2 separate regions of the Xenopus tropicalis genome follow, and region 1 is linked to region 2. A link is a contact called in public Hi-C data. All regions are on one chromosome and are shown on one strand. Each heading gives the region's core, a stretch centred on a gene start, on an enhancer-like site or on the middle of the called end of the contact. The rest is flanking DNA. Distances are from core to core; before and after follow the strand shown.

Region 1 (3,293 bases), core at 357-2,856, 150 kb before region 2:
TATAAATAACGACAGCTCAGGAGGTCAGGTTTGCAGCGGGCAAGATAGGGTTCCAACTAAGTAATTAATACAAGGCATTGAGGGAAATGAGTCTTAGCTGGAGTAGAGCTGATAAGCAACACAAGGACTGATTAAAAAAACATGGGAACAAGTGCAATTGGCAGTAGCAACCAATCAGCAATTTGTATTAAACAGTCTTCTAAAATGTATGAGTTTCCCGCATGTCCACTTGTCACAAATTGGTCTGGTTCAACCCTGTCTGCCTCTGCCCAAAGAGATGGTAACCCAAATAGCCTCGTAAAACATATTGGTGGGCACCATTGCAAATCTGAATTGACAAATGCCCCTGGATGGTTGGTGAATTTCACAACAAAGGAGCCACTGAGGTTGGCACGGGTGGTGGTTTGTTTTCTCATGGAAAAGTCACTGGGCGTGGCACATCCTCCCTTACCCACCAACTCTTCTGGTCTATACACAGGGGGCACAGCCATGTTTAGGCGTTACTACATCAGCAAAAATACACTGCTCCCCATGTATTATCTGGTCTATGCCATGCATGGGTCAGAGAAGGCTACCACTCTGCAGCAAGTGGCCAGTGGTGGGCCCAAGAATGCCCATATAGAAACTACAGCCCTAAAACACCAGTTACTTTTTCATAGAGAGCTGCAAGAACACAGCCCATTATCTCTTGAAAACCTGTCCATCTTCAGGCTTGCCAGTTCTACCCAACAAGACCAGAAACAGATAGGGCTGCTGTGTTTTCTGAAAACCCCCGTTTTTAGTTTTCTTCAGTATTAATTCTGGCATCAGGAATTGTATACAGGTTGTGAGTCTAAAGTGTAGGTGTATGTGCCCAGCAGGCCAACACTGCCAACTTGTACATTCTGGCAAATGGCGGAAGGCCTGTGGGGGGCTGTTGGCATATGTGCACCTAAAATGACAGGGTCTTTTTCAAATCTCAGTCCAGACTTGGTGCCCAGCGCTATTTTTACTATGAGAGAAGATGAACATCATGTCCCTTATACCAGAGGTGGCAAATAGTTTCCCACAGTAATAGAACTACAGCAGCACTATCAGCTAATCCTGTGGGCACAGAGGGGTCTAAAAGTCTGAGGGTATGAAGCCCACACACACGTCCTTCTGCACCCTGTGCCCAAGTTACCCCATGGCTATCCCTGGTAAATATCAAAGCCAAATGCGAAAAATAATCGTGTAGTGCTGCTAGCCTTGGGGGCCATTTGCAGCATAAGTACATACAATAAATACCATCATTATTGCTTACTGAAAAGTTTTTTTTTTTTTAAAACATCTATCGAGGTTAATGGAATCGTTCGTACAAGGGCATGCTTTAATGTGGGCCCACTGATATGTGCCAGCTGCCTCCCCTTCCCATGCTGCAGTACATAGGGGAGCGTAACGGCCGTGGCCACTCCCACTCCCATTGTGCGCGCCACACTGAGGCCGCGGCTCGGCTGCGGGGAACTCGTAGTAGGGCGGGGCTATATGCCGGGAATGGCGGGAAGGAGTCAGGCTCTTACCTTGGGTGGATAGCGCTTGTCGTATCTGACGGGGGAGCCGAGCACAGCGGACCGGTTGTTGTTTCTCAAAAGCTGGAAGGGGCAGAGCCGGAACTGTGTGAGGGCTAGAGAGTAGGATAGAAAGGGAGGGGATATGGTGTGGGCTGGGATGCGGCTCCGCCTAGTGGGGAAGCGATAGTAACATTCCTTTTCTTGATAATGGAGGAAGTCAGTAAAGGGTGTGTATGTGCCAGTGTGTGTGCCAGTCAATGTGTAGTATGCCAGTCAGTGTGTGTGCCAGTCAATGTGTAGTATGCCAGTCAGTGTGAAGTGTGCCAGTCAGTGTGAAGTGTGCCAGTCAGTGTGAAGTGTGCCAGTCAGTGTGAAGTGTGCTAGTCAGTATGCCAGTCAGTGTGTAGTATGCCAGTCAGTGTGAAGTGTGCCAGTCAGTGTGAAGTGTGCTAGTCAGTATGCCAGTCAGTGTGTAGTATGCCAGTCAGTGTGAAGTGTGCCAGTCAGTGTGAAGTGTGCTAGTCAGTATGCCAGTCAGTGTGTAGTATGCCAGTCAGTGTGAAGTGTGCCAGTCAGTGTGAAGTGTGCCAGTCAGTATGCCAGTCAGTGTGTAGTATGCCAGTCAGTGTGTGTGCCAGTCAGTATGCCAGTCAGTGTGAAGTGTGCCAGTCAGTGTGTAGTATGCCAGTCAGTGTGTGTGCCAGTCAGTATGCCAGTCAGTGTGTGTGCCAGTCAGTATGCCAGTCAGTTTGTATGCCAGTCAGTGTGTGTGCCAGTCAGTATGCCAGTCAGTGTGTAGTGTGCCAGTCAGTATGCCAGTCAGTGTGAAGTGTGCCAGTCAGTGTGTAGTATGCCAGTCAGTGTGAAGTGTGCCAGTCAGTATGCCAGTCAGTGTGTGTGCCAGTCAGTATGCCAGTCAGTTTGTATGCGCCAGTCAGTGTGAAGTGTGCCAGTCAGTGGCTCTGCCTGCTGGAAGACAGTGCTGTCAGCATGTAGGGGTATCTGTTCCAGTCTGAAGGGGGACCTGGCCATGCTGCGTTCACTAGGGGCCCCAGGTGGCCAATTGCCATGACCCAAACTGCCTGCAATCACATTTTTCCAACCCATTAATAACTATAAAGCTGGCCATACACGCACCAATAATATTGTACGAAACCTCGTTTCATACGATATTCTGTGCGTGTATGGCAAGTCGACAAGTCAACCGATATCGCAGGAAGCTGCTGATATCAGTCGACTCGCAGATCGGACCAGTTAAAAGATTTTGATCGGGCGCCATAGAAGGCACCTGACCAAAATCTGCCTTCAGCACTGAATCGGCAGAAGGAAGTAGAAATCCTATTGTTTCTACTTCCTTATCTGCCGTTTCAGCCCTGAATGGTTTGTGGCTGATTGTACAATCTTTCGTGCGACCGATGGCCACGTGTGTGGCCACCGTAACTCTCTCGTTTGCTGTGCTGACATGGGTAGGGAAAAGGGGCAGGATTTCTACAGTGGCTGCTCTGTGTGAGAGTGAAGTAGCGGGTTCTCCAGTTAAACTGGCAATATTAAGATTTTTTTTCCTAATGACCAATTTGAGTGCAATCCGACAAATCCATCAAATATTTTCTGTTCAATCGTCATTCCCAATGGCCAGTACAATTAATTACTTTTAAGATAGTAATAATGAAACTTCTTAGAAAATGAAGGGAAAAAAGAGAGAGCAACAGAGAATGGGAAATAAAGAGACAAAGTGGAGGGAGCTGAGGGTTAGAGGAAAGTAAA
Region 2 (3,602 bases), core at 861-3,360:
TAAACATAAAAATATACACTCATTTGGCCAGATTTCTAAAAAAAGAAATGTTCTGCCCTATCTGGCCAGCCCCTTGGTTGCCAAAATTGGGAAAATGCATTTGGTTGTCCCAATCAGATCATCATATGAGCCAATACAGGGAAACTATATTTATAGAAGGGCGACATGGTGACATTTAGACTTCATTTCAGTGTTGCCCCAGCCCTTCAGCTGTACAATTCCCAGCAAAGACCAACAAAAGAGGCTGGTAATTGTAGTTCAACAACCGCGATGCCACAGGTTGGACAGTCGTCCTTCTTATAAATAGCTGAGATTCCAGCGGGGAATGTCTTTTTTGCTGAGCCCACAAATTTCATTGCATATACTATAGAGAAGTACATAAGTCACACTTTTATTAATTCATTAAAGTGTATCATAATGGCATAGCTGTAACATTATAGCAGTGTTGTTTTATAGGTGCAGCTAATTACTTTATCATAATATTTACATATAAATATACAGCATTTATAAACTACATTTCCCAGCATCCCCAGACACCCAACATAAAATAAATTATATTATGCATTATATATTAGGGTCCCTCAATCTTCTATATATATATATGACTGGGAATGTCAATACACACCCTATCCCTTAGGAACAATTTGGATCAGACTTGACTGACTCAACTGAGTAAAAATGAAAATAAAACTAACTGCATGTTTTTAGCAACGGGTCTACGAGTTATAAACAGATAATGGGAGTTAACCTTCTCCTGGCCGATCTGTCAGGGTTTGGGTAATCTGTGGGGGATAAAAACATGCTTTTTAAACCTAAAGGAAGAGGAAGAAACCATAAGAGAGTATGAGCAGAGTGGGTGTGAGAGACTGCTAGCTGGGAGTTATGGGGTGAATGCCGGGGTGCAGACACTGAGGTTCTCATGGGGAGATGGGCAGAGTAGTAATTGGGTGCTGGGCAGAGTAGTAATTGGGTGCTGGGCAGAGTAGTAATTGGGTGCTGGGCAGAGCAGTAATTGGGTGCTGGGCAGATAGTAATTGCGTGCTGGGCAGAGTAGTAATTGGGTGCTGGGCAGAGTAGTAATTGGGTGCTGGGCAGAGCAGTAATTGGGTGCTGGGCAGAGTAGTAATTGGGTGCTGGGCAGAGTAGTAATTGGGTGCTGGGCAGAGCAGTAATTGGGTGCTGGGCAGAGTAGTAATTGGGTGCTGGGCAGAGCAGTAATTGGGTGCTGGGCAGATAGTAATTGCGTGCTGGGCAGAGTAGTAATTGGGTGCTGGGCAGAGCAGTAATTGGGTGCTGGGCAGAGTAGTAATTGGGTGCTGGGCAGAGTAGTAATTGGGTGCTGGGCAGAGTAGTAATTGGGTGCTGGGCAGAGCAGTAATTGGGTGCTGGGCAGAGCAGTAATTGGGTGCTGGGCAGAGCAGTAATTGGGTGCTGGGCAGAGCAGTAATTGGGTGCTGGGCAGAGCAGTAATTGGGTGCTGGGCAGAGCAGTAATTGGGTGCTGGGCAGAGCAGTAATTGGGTGCTGGGCAGAGCAGTAATTGGGTGCTGGGCAGAGCAGTAATTGGGTGCTGGGCAGAGCAGTAATTGGGTGCTGGGCAGAGCAGTAATTGGGTGCTGGGCAGAGCAGTAATTGGGTGCTGGGCAGAGTAGTAATTGGGTGCTGGGCAGAGTAGTAATTGGGTGCTGGGCAGAGCAGTAATTGGGTGCTGGGCAGAACAGTAATTGGGTGCTGGGCAGAGCAGTAATTGGGTGCTGGGCAGAGCAGTAATTGGGTGCTGGGCAGCGGAACAGACAAAGAGCCCAGCAGAGATTAGCAGGAGACACAGCCGGAGATGATCCCAGGAGGCCGGGGGGGGGGGGGGGCACAGGGGAAGGTGGGTGAGTAAGGGGCAAGCACAGGGAGGTAGTGAGGGGCCAGGCTGGATATGGGGAACGCTACAGAAATAGTTTCAATAGAGTTTAGGGGGAATCCATTACCGTGCAGTGATGGTTCGGGCTCTTCCAGTGCCCCGCTAGGTCCCGGTTGCCAAGAGAAGCTTTATACAAACCTGACCTGAATGGAATAGAATGTGAGTGTGTTACCACAGCAACCCAGCGTGTACACACACACACTCACACAGCCTAGCTAATCACAGCACCGCACAGCAAGCCTAGCTAATCGCACACACAGCAGCCTAGCTAATCGCACACACACACACAGCAGTCTAGTCCAGTTTGTTACTGTACCACACAAACACACAAAGGGAACAGTAACACACAAATGCAGGGCAGCTAATAAAGGTTTCACATAGACACTAGTACAGGACAGCCTGACCAATTGCAGCACCAACACATACAGAGCAAATATACACAAGGCATTGCACACTAAATAAAAGTTGTATTAATGCACAATCAAATCTAAATAGCCAGAGTACCAACCCCACTCATTTCAACCCCTAAAAAGGAATCTTCATGGGGTAAAGGGGATAATAAAAATGTGGCAGAATGAGAAGATTTTACCAACAGTTATACTTATTATATGGGGCCAATGTTTGAATGGAAAGCACTGTGTGTACATATGTGCCCTAGGCAATAGCAGGGCTGTACCACATGCTCAGACATGCTGTGGAACATACAAGCAACATGGCAAACTGAATGCACACCAACAAGCCTGAGCGTGTCTATAGGGGCCATACTAGGGTGTGTCTACAAATGCAAGTACAGGTATAGGACCCATTATCCAGAATGCTCGGGACCAAGGGTATTCCGGATAAGGGGTCTTTCCGTAATTTGGATCTCCATACCTTAAGTCTACTAAAAAATCAATAAAACATTAATTAAACCCAATAGAATTGTTTTGCATCCAATAAGGATTAATTATATCTTAGTTGGAATCAATTACAAGGTTCTGTTTTATTTCTACATAGAAAAAGCAAATCAGTTTTAAAATTCTGAATTATTTGATTAAAATGGAGTCTATGGGAGATGGGCATTCCGTAATTCGGAGCTTTCTGGATAACGGGTTTCCGGATAAGGGGTCCGATACCTGTACAGGTATACGGCCCATTATCCAGAATGCTTGTGACCAAGGCTATTCCGGATAATAGAAAGTAAGTTTAACTTGCGGGGGCCCCTGGAGCGGCAGCCCTGGTGGGCCCTGCACCCCCTGGTCCAACCCTGATTGTAGGTTAGTTGCCAATTGTCTGTTTGTTTGGGGGCTCCTGGGGGGTGCATGGTCTTGTTGTCCATTGTCTTAATATATGTGTTGTAGGTATTGGGATGCTTCCAGGAGAAGTGGGTTTTCTTTCAGGGTTTCCATGTTGTAACCATGTTGTTTATCTAAATGTATAAACTGTGAGATGTCTAATTGTGTGTGGAAGGGAGGTTATGTATGTGAGCTGGGTGTTAAAGATTTTTTTTGTTTTTTGGTGTTTTGTTCTTTTTTAGTTATTGCTTCCAGCCAGTCCATATATGGAAGATGTGGTGTAGTTTTTGTTTTACTAGTAGTATGGATGGAGTATCATGGTTTAACCATGGGTTTAGTATTGTCTTATGGGTTTCTGCCAAGCTTTTGTACGTTTTTAATACTATTCATATACCAGGCCTAGGCTGGTGAGTGTGC

Evidence for each region. Hi-C and Micro-C count contacts between places; a contact is called where the count stands out from the background.
Region 1: a Hi-C map of neurula embryo shows a contact between it and region 2, with 2.5 times the contacts expected there. The contact joins the promoter of emd here to the promoter of akna in region 2. A contact is called at or near these places in 3 of 5 Hi-C or Micro-C datasets (brain, neurula embryo and tailbud embryo).

The regions. Positions count from the first base shown.
Region 1 is chr8:32,069,666-32,072,958 of UCB_Xtro_10.0, reverse strand. It overlaps emd (emerin), which reads right to left and starts at 1,606. Exons shown (of 8, transcript NM_001113046.1): 1 at 1,539-1,606.
Region 2 is chr8:31,924,379-31,927,980 of UCB_Xtro_10.0, reverse strand. akna (microtubule organization protein AKNA) reads right to left here and starts at 2,110. Exons shown (of 23, transcript XM_031890877.1): 1 at 1,979-2,110.